3 separate regions of the Sus scrofa genome follow, and regions 2 and 3 are each linked to region 1. A link is a contact called in public HiChIP or PLAC-seq data. All regions are on one chromosome and are shown on one strand. The core of a region is the stretch at or near the end of the contact, and the rest is flanking DNA. Distances in the headings are between cores, read along the strand shown.

The links. HiChIP or PLAC-seq counts read pairs in DNA pulled down with a chosen protein or histone mark.
Region 2: an H3K27ac HiChIP or PLAC-seq map of alveolar macrophages shows a contact between it and region 1. The contact joins the promoter of DHRS4 here to the promoter of TM9SF1 in region 1. A contact is called at or near these places in 4 of 47 Hi-C or Micro-C datasets (fetal liver, heart right ventricle and liver) and 1 of 2 datasets of contacts at active chromatin or transcription factors (alveolar macrophages).
Region 3: a contact with region 1 is called in an H3K27ac HiChIP or PLAC-seq map of alveolar macrophages. The contact joins the promoter of NFATC4 here to the promoter of TM9SF1 in region 1. A contact is called at or near these places in 1 of 47 Hi-C or Micro-C datasets (liver) and 1 of 2 datasets of contacts at active chromatin or transcription factors (alveolar macrophages).

Annotation. Positions count from the first base shown.
Region 1 is chr7:75,102,144-75,106,881 of Sscrofa11.1, reverse strand. TM9SF1 (transmembrane 9 superfamily member 1) reads right to left here and starts at 2,911. Exons shown (of 6, transcript XM_013978190.2): 1 at 2,616-2,911; 2 at 1,625-1,982; 3 at 1-579. The coding sequence starts at 1,966. It also overlaps a transcript of TSSK4 not described here.
Region 2 is chr7:75,253,053-75,257,450 of Sscrofa11.1, reverse strand. DHRS4 (dehydrogenase/reductase (SDR family) member 4) reads left to right here and starts at 1,857. Exons shown (of 8, transcript NM_214019.2): 1 at 1,857-2,098; 2 at 3,522-3,699. The coding sequence starts at 1,968.
Region 3 is chr7:74,927,966-74,932,223 of Sscrofa11.1, reverse strand. NFATC4 (nuclear factor of activated T-cells, cytoplasmic 4) reads left to right here and starts at 2,536. Exons shown (of 10, transcript XM_013978173.2): 1 at 2,536-2,923; 2 at 4,020-4,258. The coding sequence starts at 2,824. It overlaps LOC110261591 (a long non-coding RNA gene), which reads right to left and starts at 2,505. Exons shown (of 2, transcript XR_002345915.1): 1 at 1,648-2,505; 2 at 795-1,115.

The DNA.
Region 1 (4,738 bases), core at 1,662-4,161:
ACAGAGCAGACCACGGTATGGAGGGAAGCGGAAGACATCTGTATGGATAATTTTCCAGCCATTGTCACCTTGTTCAAAGTCATCACCAGAACCTCCTGAGGTTGTCTCCTCATCCAAGTTGTAACGAGCCAGGTCATTCCGAAGTACACGCATGAGAATGACAGCCACAAAACCCACCAGTAAAAACACAAGCACCATGGAATTGATGATGGACAACCAATGGATTTCCAGCGTTCGGGGAAAGAAACCACCATCATCACCACGGCGCCTGTCACTCCGACGCTCGACTGAAGTCTCAGACCAGCGCACACTGTAGGTGTGGGTGAGGCCTAGGAACTCATCAGGCCGTAACCCATCTAAACTGTGGGGCTTGACGTCTCGCACTGAGACATTGGCAAATATAATTCGATCTCCGTGGAATTCTAGGTGGAAGTCCAAATGGGTCCAGAGTCCTATCTTGTGGCTGTGAGGCAGGAAGCCACTCTCCTCCATGTAGCCCACAAAGCCACGGATTGGTAAGTCGTCCACCACAAATTCAAAGTAATACAGTTCCTCAATGGCCTGGCGCAGCTGTTCCACCTACAAAGAACAAGTCAGGAATCAGACAAGGCCTCCCAAGGCATTGAGTTAGAGCTGTGTTTCAACCTCAGCACTACTGACATTTGGAGCTGGATAATTCTTTGTTGTGGAGGTTATCCTATGCATTGTAAAGTGCTCCAGCCCCAGCTTTTTCTCACTAGATGTTAATAACATCCTCCAGTAATGACAATCAAAATATCTCCAGATGTTGCCAGTGTCTCTTGGGAGACAAAACTGCCTCCTGTCCAGAATCACTGTGTTGGGAGTTTCTGTCATGGCTCAGTGGTTAACAAACCCAACTAGCATCCATGAGGATGCGGGTTTGATCCCTGGCCTTGCTCAGTGGGTTAAGGATCTGGTGTTACCATGAGCTGTGGTGTAGGTTGCAGATATTGCTTAGATCCTGTGTTGCTGTGTCTGTGGCATAGGCCAGCAGCTACAGCTCTGACCCCTAGCGTGGGAACCTCCATATGCAGTGAGTATAGCTGTAAAAAAACAAAAAAAAAACAAAAAAGAAAGAAAGAAAGAAAGAAAGAACCACTGTGTTAGACCCCAGTAAACTGGGATTCTCTGAAATGAACAAGTATTGACATGGTTAAGAACCAGAAAAAGGAGATGGGCAAGGCATAAGAAGGTCTGGAGTAGACCAAGGAAAAATTGAGATAGGAACTGCTGAAGAAAAAAGTATGCCAGGGAAAATTAGGTAGAGTGTAAAAGAGCCAGTTGGAAATGCCGAGAGGTAGGAGTGGGAAGACATGACTACATAGGAGTGATAGTTGGTACCCTACTACCAACAGAGAAGCTCTGAGTCTGGATCCCTGGGCACCAACATCAGCTCTGCAATTTACTATCCCTGTAGTCCTGAAAAAGTTACTATGTTTCTTTGTTAATCAAATGCAAATATACCATTTCCCCTGCCTGCCACAAGGGGTTGTAGTTATTATCAACTCGGCCCATTTCCACAAAGCTGCTTTGCAAACCGTAAAGGCACGTTATTAGTCCCTGGCAGGGAGGGCTAAGTTCTAGTCAATGTGGAGAGGCTGACCTGCGCGGAATTGAGCTGCATGTGGCATAGAATTCTCTTCTCCACATTCTCCCGAAAGCGGATCTCGTACAAAGACTCAGCCATTCGGTCCCCATCCAGCACTTCACCCAGGCTAAGGCTTTTGTGACGAATCTTCTCAGGACAGCATACTGGAAGCTGATAGTAGTGGTAAGTCTCCTGAGGGTTATGATAAGGTCCCACTTTGTTGACATACAGAATGACGGGGTCGCCGGCCTTGTAGTGTGTCACACCTTCCACCCCTGGCTCACGGCCTGTGCCCAGCAGCAGCAAGAGTGGCAACCACCGGCAGCTCCAACTTCGAAGGTGCCCTAGAACTGTCATCCTTAGGCAGCGGAACCTGTTTGGGGGAATCCTGCAGTTATCGGAACCAGGGTCAAACGACGCCCAATGGCTCCAATTCCTCCCCTTGGCCCTTCCGACCCTCCCTCAGGAGGCCACCTCCCCAACCGCCACACCACACCACGTCTCTAAACCGAACACTGGGCTCTGCCTCTGCTCCCTAGTCTTCTCAACCTGGGGTACCCCCTCTGCTAGCCCTTCTGCTCCGGACCTCCCCGCGCGCCCCAGCCCGTTTCCATGGCAACGCCACGCGGCCTCGCACCTTCCCGCCGCAGCCCCAGGGTGCTCTCCGCGCGGGAAGGGCTGGCCGAGGCGCCGCCAGCGGCCTCTGCCGCCCCGCAGCAGCCCTTGCGCTCTTGCCGGGGTCTCCCCCAGAGCGGCGCGCTAGCGGGGGCCTGGAGAGGACCCGACGACTGACCTCCACGGGGCTGGCCGCTGCAGTGCCTGATCGCAGCGGCTGCGATCACACCGCGAGACACCGCTCCCAGCTCACTTAAGGGTTCTGCAAGGAGCTTTCCACTGCCAGAGGCCGGGCCCGGCTCTGGAGCCCCCGCGAGGCTTGCCTAGCCTGTCGCTTGGCAGGGGGCCCTCCAGGCGATCGGAAGGGCAGCTCAGGACACGTCAGTCTTACCACTTCCGCCTTCACCCGCGGGGACCTCGGCCCCTTCCTGGAGCCAGCAGGGGGCCACGCCCCCCCCGCGGCCGTTGCTGTTCCAATCCTTCCCGCTTTCCCCGGGAGGGGGCTGCGGTTGAGAACTGGCTTTGGGGACACAGACGCCCCTTTTGGATAAGAGTCGCCGCCAAGCGGGCCGCCTGTTCCCGGCAAGGTTTGGGTTGGACGCCTGAGAACAGTTCCCGCAGCGCGCCCAGTGACTACCCAGGACACCGAGCCCGGGCGGCGGCTGCGCCCACACCTGGTGTACGTCCGAAGCATTTGCGGGCTCAACCAATGGGACTCGCCACCCACTGCTGAGGCCAAGCCCCGAGAGGCGGTTCAGGGCCCCCAGCCCGGGCGGGTGTGAGGCTTTGGGCGTCGCTATGCTAGGACAGCGAGGACACAGCCCATGAAAGGATCGCAGAGTCTGGATCTCACCTGACTATTGCTCTACCAACCGTCATGAGTGGCCTCTCGCCCCAAACCAAATATGTGATACATCTTCCGAAGACTGTACTGGAGCCATGATCTTTTAACGACCGTCCTGTGTCCAGCGATAGCTGAGCCTGGGCCAGGTCTGGTGTAGAAGCACGCAAAGAAATAGGATGTTTGCACTTTTACCCCGTGAGTTGGGCACCCTGACACTTAATGTAAATTGCAGGTAAAGAATCTCAACATGCTTTGATTTCTGTGTCTTTATTTTTATTTACCTGTGTGTATGTGTTTGAGCCTCGCTTAATTTTGTTTTTTGGGTTTGTTTGTTTTTGCTTTTTAGGGCCGCACCCGAGGCATATGGAGGTTCCCAGGCTATGGGTCTAATCGGAGCCTACACCACAGCCACAGCAACGCCAGATCCAGCAGTGTCTGCAACCTACACCACAGCTGACAGCAACGCCGGGTCCTTAACCCACTGAGCGAGGCCAGGGATGGAACCCGAAACCTCACACTTCCTAATCAGATTCGTTTCCGTTGCGCCAGGATGGGAACTCTGCCTTTCTTAATTTTGTATCGCAGATTACTCTGGAAAAGTTTACACTCATTTGTCAAGGGATCTGCCATTAGGCAAATTACCCTGGAGATCAAAACCCAGGACTGTGACTTCGTTTGGCCCCCTGGGAGCAACATGTCGGGAAGCTGACTTAGGGGTCCCTCTCCCTGAGTAAAGACAGCTACAAGTCTCGAGTTGCTTATGGCTTGAAAAGTCCTTCATTTACTCACTTCAGCCCTCCTCTCCACAGGAGGAGGTTCAGATCCTGGAAGTAGGAGACTAAGATTTTTGGACAAAGAATTTTGTAATTAGAAAAGTAAGCTAGAGTGGCTTTGGGATAGTCTTGTATATGACAATCATCTGGTCTCTAAACCTGGGCCTCTTTCACAATTAACCACACCGCCCCACCCCCACCCCACCGCTAAAATCAGTGCCACCAAGGTTCCTCTGCTTTTCTCTCAAATATCTTCGAAATTGCTCTCCATGCTGCCTAGGTTCTGGCCCCATGCCCTCACTTAAAATATGACAACCATCTTGCTAGCCTCTTAGTCACCTCTCCCCTTGGATCCATTTTCCACACTGCTGCTGTAAGGATTTTTTTTCTTTTTTAATCTTAAGGATGTCCTATTTCCTGCAGCAGTGATTCTTTTTTTTTTTTTTAATACAAGTTTTAAATGTTACTTTCCATATGCAGTTATTACAAAATATTGGCTATATTTCCCATGTTGTGCAATACATCCTTGAGCCTATCTTACACCCAATAGTTTGTACCTTGCATTCTCCCCCTATATCGCCACCCCCACACACTCACCCCCTCCCCATATCCACTAGCTTATTCTCTTATACCTGTGAGTCTGCTTTTGTGTTATATAAATAGTTTGCAATAGTGGTTTTTAAATCCTGTTGTGCATCATACATATTCAACTAGAAACATTAAAAACAGGTGCTTGGGTTCCACCAAATCAGGATCTTGGGGAAGGAGGGGACTGGGCATCTATTTTTTAACAAGCTATGATTTTGATGCACACCAGAATTTAACTATGAGTAATATAGGAGTCCAGAAAGTTTGGCATATTAGCCCTCCCAGACATGGATCTAAATTACTTCTCTG
Region 2 (4,398 bases), core at 608-3,107, 150 kb before region 1:
CCCCAGGCTTGCCCGTAGGTGGAGAGCGCTGGGAAGGGTTCCCACAGTGCATTAGCTCTGAACAGGGCAGGAGGAAGAGGAGCGTCATGCTATCCAGCCTCAGTTGTCAATAATTCATGAGGTTCAGACTGAGGGGCACCAGTCAGAGAGTCAGTTTTCCTCGGACATGGGGGAAATTAGACTCAAGCTCTCTTATCTCATAGGGATGTGCTGAGTACCGCAGCTGTAACGTCTCCGCAGAGGAATAAATGACAAAGCCAGCGCATGCTTGTTGTGTCATTCACTACGCAGACACCCCCTTCGAATGCTGAAATCCTTTTCAGCTCTTCAGCTGACCTACACATACACTAAATGAATCTTTCACAAGTATTACTTCTATTCAACAGTGATTCCCGGAACTGCATTTCACAGACCAGGATTGTTTCTCCTCTAATTGTAAGGACCGACATCGAGTTGTCAGACTGGTTTTTTCACCAACAATGCTTTTCTCAACTACCCATCTGCCTTCATCATCTTCTCTTAACCAAAAGACAAACTTCAAAAAAAAAAAGAGCAAAAGCCTTTCCCAGAAAAAAAGGACTATCGGTTAAGTTAAATGAGCTTAGCTTTATGAAACTCACTATATGTTCTTTATTTTTCCTTTTTTGCCTTGAATTAGTGAAAACACTGCCATGGATCAGCCCAACTTCTCAGCCTGGCATTTGGAGGCCATGGGGTTAAACCAATTCAGCTGCTGACACGGGGTCTGTCAGGGCCTTTCTACAATGTACCATAAGCCATCCAGATTTATTAATTCTCCCAGAAACCCAGGAGGGAGATCATTTCAGCTCAGTTGGCAGAAGTGGAGGCTGAAGTCTTGGACACAGAATTTATAGGCAGAGAGGACCTTATCCATCATCTACTCTAGCATCTTCAGCTTACAGACAAAGAGCCTGGCCTGTGGCGGCAATAATAATTACTCTATGGTGGCAATAATTACTATGTGTTTAGTAGTTTACAGTTTATGAAGTGCTTACACACTAAACAAATATTTATTGAGCTAGGATGGAGGCTAGGACCTGGGGACATAACGATTAAAGAGAACCTGAGTGCTCTCGACTTCCCTGGATTTCCACCACTGTTTAGGGGACCTTCTAGCCTCCTTGCTACTGCTTAGTCCTGAAAATGGAGAAGTCCTCTTACGGTGTAGGGTATAAGAGCTCCTATCCTGTCAGGATCTTTCATTGCACACACTGGTCACTACTGGTGATGAGAGTCCGCCCTCCAGGCCTATGGGGATGGAGGAAAACTTGAGCTAGGGTGAAGGGCAGTGCCTAGCTCAGCTGCTCCCCATCATGTGTCTCTCCTGGGCTCCTCCACCCTCACCTGGGACCCTCACGTGGTGCTCTGTGGGGACCTCAGGCCTCACTGCCATGGGCAATCTCAAAACATTTGTCCTCCCGTGGGCCATTGCAATTGCAGAAGTGGACTTCCTTGGAAAACGAAGTCCATCTTGGGGTTCTGGGAAGCAAAAGCAAGCGACTCATAGTCCCCTCTCCCCCAAGAAAAGACGTAGAAGGAGGGGTGAGAAGCAGAAGTAGAAGGAGGGGTGGGAAGACAGATGAGTCTTCTGGCTCCCGGAGGTGCGGGCTGCCCTACAGGAAACCAGAACCGACAGCACGGTCCACACCCACCCGCCACGTGGACTGGGAGACTGCAAGACATCACGGCCGTGGCCGGCAGGGGGCGGCCGAGGCCACAGCGGGCCCTCAGCGCAAAGCGGGCGGGGAGCGGGAAAAGCCGTCCAAATCTAGGGCTGGTGGGGACAGTGGAGGCGGGGATAGAGGGGCGGGGAGCAGGGGGAGGGGAGAGGACAACTGGGAGCGGAATGCGCAGCTGCGCGGGGACGCGGCTCGCCCCACCCCCGCCGCTGGTTCTATTTTGTCAACTTCCCTGGGCGGGACAGAACTCAGAACCTGGTCTGCAACATGCGGGCGGCGGGGCAGTTACTGAGGGCCTGTTCCCAGACGTGGAAGTCGGTGCGGATGGCCAGCACCGGGGTGGAGCGCCGAAAACCGCTCGAGAATAAGGTGGCACTAGTAACAGCCTCCACTGACGGGTGAGTGCCCGGGGGCCCAAGTCTCAAAGGCACCCCGCTGTCTGCAAACAGGTACTAATTCCTTGTCCTTTGCCTCCTGTGCCCCCGTCCTCAGGCCTCACACATAGCCAGAGTTCCTCCCAGGCAGGAAGGAACCACGTGGTTGGCCTGCGGCCCCTCGGAATGCCCAGGGCCTGATCACCACCCCACACTCATTGCCAGCCCTCTTGTCACTGTTGCCTCTGGCTCTACTGCTCCACCTTGGTGCTGACCCTACCTCACCCCCATCAGTCCAACCTCCCAGGGTCCTGGACTGAAATCCAAAACAGTCCAGATGCCAAAAATCCATCCAGTGCCTCCACCCACTGTGGAAATGTTCCAGGCACCCCATTTTGACACCCAGGAGTCTCACAGAGCTGCACCCCTTACCTAGAACAGACACAAGACCCATATGCTGTCCAGATTTAATTTTTTTTCTCTTTTTAGGTTCCCAGGCTAGGGGTCTAATGGTAGCTACAGCTGCTGGCCTACACCACAGCCACAGCAAAGCTGGATCCTCAACCCACTGAGCAAGACTGAACCTGTGTCCTCATAGATACCAGTCGGATTTGTTAACCGCTGAGCCATGAAAGGAACTCCCAGATGTGTGTTTAGTTCTGTACATTTTGGCCTCCCTCACCTAGCCTGTTTCTCACTAACCACTTTTGTCTACGCTGTTTCTTATCCCCACAGAATCTTGCTAGATGCCAGCTCTTCACAAATCTCAAATACAAATGGGAAATGCTAATGGCTAACAAGGGCAATATATGTAACCTTTTCTCCAGAGGGGGTATGTAAAAAATTTACGTTTGTGGAGTTCCCATTGTGGCTCAGCTGCAACCCAACTTCTATCCATGAGGACTCAGGTTCAATCCCTGGCCTCCCTCAGCGGTTTAAGGATCTGGCATTGCCGTGAGCTGTGGTATAGTTTGCAGACAAAGCTTGGATCTGGTGTTGCTGTGGCTGTGGTGTGGGCTAGCAGCTGCAGCTCCGATTTATTTGACAAAAGATAACTCTTAAAAGATAACTAAGGAGAGAATATTGAGATGATGTAGACTAGTAGATATTTGGGCGAAGGGGCTTTTCTGAGTGAGACTGTCCAATCAGAGTCTCACTGCTATACCCCTACCTCATTTCTCTCCCCTTAATCCCTGAGGGATGGGGGGCCTGTGACCATGGGAACCTCACCTCAGGGTCCTGAGAAAAATAAGTAAACCAATGCCGAACATATGCTAAGCTTGTCCATCTTTATGGTAATGGCTATGCCATCAACCTTGCCTAACACAGGAGGTCATACAGAGGGAGAGCTGGAATTCAGAACGGAGGCAGTCTGACTCAAGAGCCCATGCTCTTACTCGTTTCCTGTGCTAGGCTTGACTTATCCTTATCTCTCTCTGGCCCACAGGATCGGCCTCGCCATCGCCCGGCGTCTGGCCCAGGATGGGGCCCACGTGGTGGTCAGCAGCCGGAAGCAGGAGAATGTGGACCGGACAGTGGCAACACTGCAGGGGGAGGGGCTGAGCGTGACGGGCACCGTGTGCCACGTGGGGAAGGCCGAGGACCGGGAGCGACTGGTGGCCATGGTGAGCAATAGGATATGAGCACAGAGCCTGGACAACATGGGTGTGATCCATGCTGGCACTGTTAACTAAAAGATAACAGTGTGTTCCGCATACTCACACAAGTCCACCAGCACATTTTTATTGTGTAACTTTCAGTTCTGTCTCCAAAAATCATCCCATCTCAGTCAAAAAATCAAAAACCACTCTAAGGCTGCAACCCTGCACTGTCCCTTGGGGCACCCAAAAAAAGCCAGCTGGTCCTGGCTTTTCAGTAGCTTCCAATCTCATTGGGCAGATGAGAAGGGTAATTACAATCACAAAGTGGGTATTCCCACTATGAGCTAATAAACTGTTTATTCATCTTTTAAAGTTGAGTCCCTAGGAGCCTGCAGGAGGCAGCCCACCATGTTTCAACCACCTACTGTGTGCCATTCACTTTGTTCAGAGCCTTATGTGGGTTATCTTTTTGTTTGTTTGTTTGTTGTGTTTTGTTTTTTAGGGCCGCACCCACAGCCTATGGAGATTCCCTGGCTAGGGGTGGAATCAGAGCTATAGCTGCCAGTCTATACCACAGCCACAGCAACACCAGATCCAAGCTTTGTCTGCAACCTACACCGCAGCCCATGGCAATGCCAGATCCTTAACCCACTGAGCGAGGCCAGGAACCAAAGCCACGTCCTCATGGATACTAGACCGGTTTGTTACTGATGAGCCACAATA
Region 3 (4,258 bases), core at 1,287-3,786, 170 kb after region 1:
CTACTATATATAAAATAGATAAACAAGAAGAACTTAACATGTAGCACAGGGAACTATATTCAGTTCCCTAATGGGTTCAGTTCCTAAACTATATGGAAAAGAATAGAAAAAAAGAATATAGGTATCTGCATATACATGTATAGCGGAATTATTTTGCTGTACACTTGAAAAGAAGACAGAATTGTAAGTCAACTACACGACAATTAAATTTTTAAAAGTCCAAAAAGGAAAAAAGGCAACCTCCAAGGCCGTTGAATCATGCTTGTGAAAGCGCAGAGCAGAAGTCAGTGCGCTTCCACAAACACAAGGTGAGAAAGCAGAGCTGTGTTTAGGTGTGCGCGCTAGGGGGCAGCCGAGCAAGGACAAAGGCCCGGCCGGCGAGAAACCGGACTGCGGGTAGGAGGTTGGCTGGGTCTTTGTGGCCGCCAGGGGGCAGACGTGTAGAACAACCTGAACCTAAAACTACCCTCTCTACCCCTAGCAGGACGTTGCAAGTCAGAAAACCATCACTCTGTTGCAGCCTAGGCAGATCCGAGGGTTTTCAGAGATGAGGAGATGCCCCCCCCTCCACTCCCCCCGAGGGAAGCTTGGCGCTCTAGGCCAGCTTGTTCACCACATTTAAGCTCAACAACTCTTTCCTCTGCCCGCACCCCCGGGGCCCCCACCCGCAGAGGGGAAATTGAGTCACTGGAAGGCAAAGCCAGAGTCGTCAGGGGAATGTGCGCCAACGCCAGCCCTCAGGGCCTTCCAGATGCTGGGAGGAGGGGGTGGGACCTCCAGGAAAATACACAAAGTGGGGTGAGAGGGGGAGGCGGCTGGCTGGGCAGGAGCTGAGCCAGACACATGGAGAAACGCTGCCCAGGATCAAAGGAAATATGACATTTGAAAAGAATGTGCACGTCTGCTTGTGCTGCGGAGGTGGGGCAGAGGTGGGGGGCGGTAGGGGCGGCGTGTGGTGGACCTGGGGCCACGTCGGGGTCTCTTCCCCTGCCCTTCTCGCCTGGGCTTCCCACCTCCTTCTGCCCCCCTCTTAGGTGGAGGCTTCCCGTCGGTCTCAGGATGTTCCTCGCTCTCCCCCTCCGTGGGTCTCTCCTTCCTTTATTTCCGAGATGAAGCTGGAAGGGAAATGTAACCTGAGGAGGCCAACCAAAGGAGGGGGGGGGAGAAAGAAAAATCAAACCAGGCCGCCTCCCCGCTCAGCCTCGGAACATTCTTCTCTCCCCGCCGGCCTCGCTTCTTCTCCCCGCCCCTCCGGCGTCGTGGCCCTGGGCTCGCCGCCTGGGCAGCTCCGCACGTCACTGGGGTCCCCCGGGGCTGGAGGGGTCCCCAGGGCGGGCCAGAGGGAGGACGGGAGAGAAGGGAGGGGAGCCGCCTCGGCCGCGGCAGAGCTCGGGCCCGCCGGGCCAGCCCTCCCCTCTTCCCCCGCCCCGACGAGCCTGTTTCTCATTAGAGTACGGGGCGCGGTCCCCGACCGGCTCCTGAGTGTTTGTAAACGTCTGACCCAAGGGCCAGTCGCTTAACCCTTTAGGTGCAGGCCTGGGGCACCGGTGGTGGCGCGGTCCTGAACCAGAGGGATTTGGAGTAAAAATCTCTGAGGCCTGTTAGAGAGGTTTGAAGCACACAGTCTGCCTAGGGGGAAAGGGTTACCTCTCCCCCACGAATCTCAGTCGAACCCCTTCTCATACAGCAGGGCCCCACCATGCCTGCCCTTCCTAGAAACTCCAGTTCTGTCTTTCTTCCACCTCCAGCCCAGGTGACAGGTGTCCAACCCTGGGGCCCCCCAGGTCGCTGGGCTCCGGGGCTCTGGTAAACCTGGCCGGGGTTATCAGGATTGCCGGAGCAGGATGCCATCGGATCCGAGATTCTTTCCAGACTACAGTTCTAGGGAGGAGGGAGCCGACTTCCCGTGGAGGCTAATTAATGTTCCCTCTGGGTGGCTGAGACTAGGGTAGAGGTAAAGCCCGGCCTGGATCATCGCCCATGGGCCCGTGGACCTTTGAACAGTGCCCGGAGACAGCTAAATATTCTTCACTTTTGGAAGACGGGGAGAGATGACCTGTGGAGGGGCTGATTTGGCAGAGCAAAGGCTTCCAGAAGGCCTAGTCAGGGGGGCCTAGGGCTGGGAGCTTCAGAGGAATGGCCTGCTCCTCTTCAGAGAAGCCTGGAGCCATGCTGCACTCCAGAACCGGCCTGGCCTTAGGTTTAGAGGGAAATGGGGGAGAGAGGTGGTCCTCCCTTGTTAGTTGCTGGCTGCACAATTCTCCAGAACTTTAAAAAAGGTCTTCCGTGGGTCCTCTATATTGTGGGCCCACTATGTGGCCCCTTTAAGACGCTCGGACCCAGAGCCTCTGAACTTAGGCTAAGTTGGGGATTGTGGTGGTAGCGCTCCCTGCGGGAAATGATTGTCATAACTGCGAGCCAATAGGCATCATTATGGTCGTACCACGCTTGAGGGACCGTTTTCCAATTCAGTTTTGTTCTTTTTTTTTTTTTGAGGGGGAGGGACTGGAGAGAGGACAGAGGGAAGGAGGGTGGGGGAGGACAAGGCGCGCGTGGTTTTCCCATCTCATCCCTGGAGGCGGGGCTGGAGCATCCCGGGCAGCCAATCAGGGACAGGCTGGGGGGGGCACTTTGAAGAAGTTTGGGGAAAAAAGTTTGGAAAAGTTTCTATAATAACGAGGGGGCGTCCAGAGGGAGGCGGCAGCGGCGAAGGAGGGGGCGTCTCGGAGAAGGGAGGGAGGGAGCCACCGGTCTAGAGACTGCAGCCTCCTGAGACTCCCCCCCTCCCACCCAGCCCGGGACCTGGGGGCTTTGGCCGGATCCATGGGGGCAGCGAGCTGCGAGGATGAGGAGCTGGAATTTAAGCTGGTGTTCGGGGAGGAAAAGGAGGCCCCCCCGCTGGGTGCGGGCGGTTCGGGGGAAGGTTAGTGCGGGGCTGGGAAGGGGTCTTGGGGTTCGTGAGGGACGGGCGAGGGGATCCCGAAGCTGGGGACTTTAAGGTAGAGAGCCTGGGGTGAGAGATGAGGGGGCCAGAGGTTGAGGGGAGTCCCAGGGCTCGAGGATCTGTGGAGGTGAGGCTGGGGGCCGGGCACCACTTTCTCCTTTTTAGGTCGTGACTGGGGTGGGGGTGGGGGTGCTGTTGGCTGCGCGCCGCCTCTCGCTCGGCTCCGCCGACTGTCACTGGATGGGGGCGGGCGGGAACAGCGGTCCCGAGAGCCCGAGGCGCCGCCAGGGAAAGGGAGGTTGGGCTCTAGAGGTTGCCCTTTGGGGACCGATCCCTAGGCCCGCAGCCTAGACGCCGGGGGCTGGGGGCGCTCTCAGGCCCCGCCAGGGCTCCCCTCCCCCTCCCCTGTCTGGCCGCAATGAGAGGCAGATGGCGGGGATCGAGCCGGGGGCGGCGGCCGGCCGCTCGCACGAATCCGCACAGCCTGCGCCCCCCCCTCCAACCCCGCCCTCGCCCGGCCGGCGCACTGCACCCCCTCGGTTGCACCCCCGCCCCCAGATTGGGGGGAGCGAGGGAGGAGCCACCACCACTCGTCATCACGGCCCTGGCGCCCCCCTTCCCCCGGCCACCGTTGCGATGGCAACTGGGGCTCCTGCCAGCGCCGTTTGGGGGTTTGGGAACCGCTGCTAATTGGGTTCATGTGTGAGTCGCCCCCAGCCCAGCCCAACGCTTCCCTTAAACACGCCTCCAGGCCCAGCTCCAGCCGCTCTCAACCCGCCTCCCTCACCTTAAGACCCGCCCCGTCTGGTACCCCAGGTCCCAGGGCCAGGAGCTCAGACCGTGAGGTTCCCTGAGCCTGGCGTGCGTGGATCTGTATCCACCTTCCCACGTCCAACTTTGCTTTGTCTTGTGGCTCTGAAGGGCATCTCAGAGACTCCTCTTTGCTGAGGAGGGGGTAGCATACAGGATTTGGGAGGCTGTGCACTCAAAGAACCTAGACATCTCACCTGCTTCTCTCTCTCCCCCTCTCCTGTGTCATCCCTCTCTCTGTCCCCTTCCCTTTCTATTTTGACAGAACTGGACTCAGAGGACACCCCACCATGCTGCCGTCTGGCCCTGGGGGAGCCCCCTCCCTATGGCGCCACCCCTATTGGCATTCCCCGGCCTCCACCCCCTCGGCCTGGCATGCACTCCCCACCACCCCGCCCAGCCCCCTCTCCTGGCACTTGGGAGAGCCAGCCAGCCCGGTCAGTGAGGCTGGGGGGGCCGGGAGGGAGCTCCGGTGGGGCTGGGGGAGGCCGCGTTCTTGAGTGC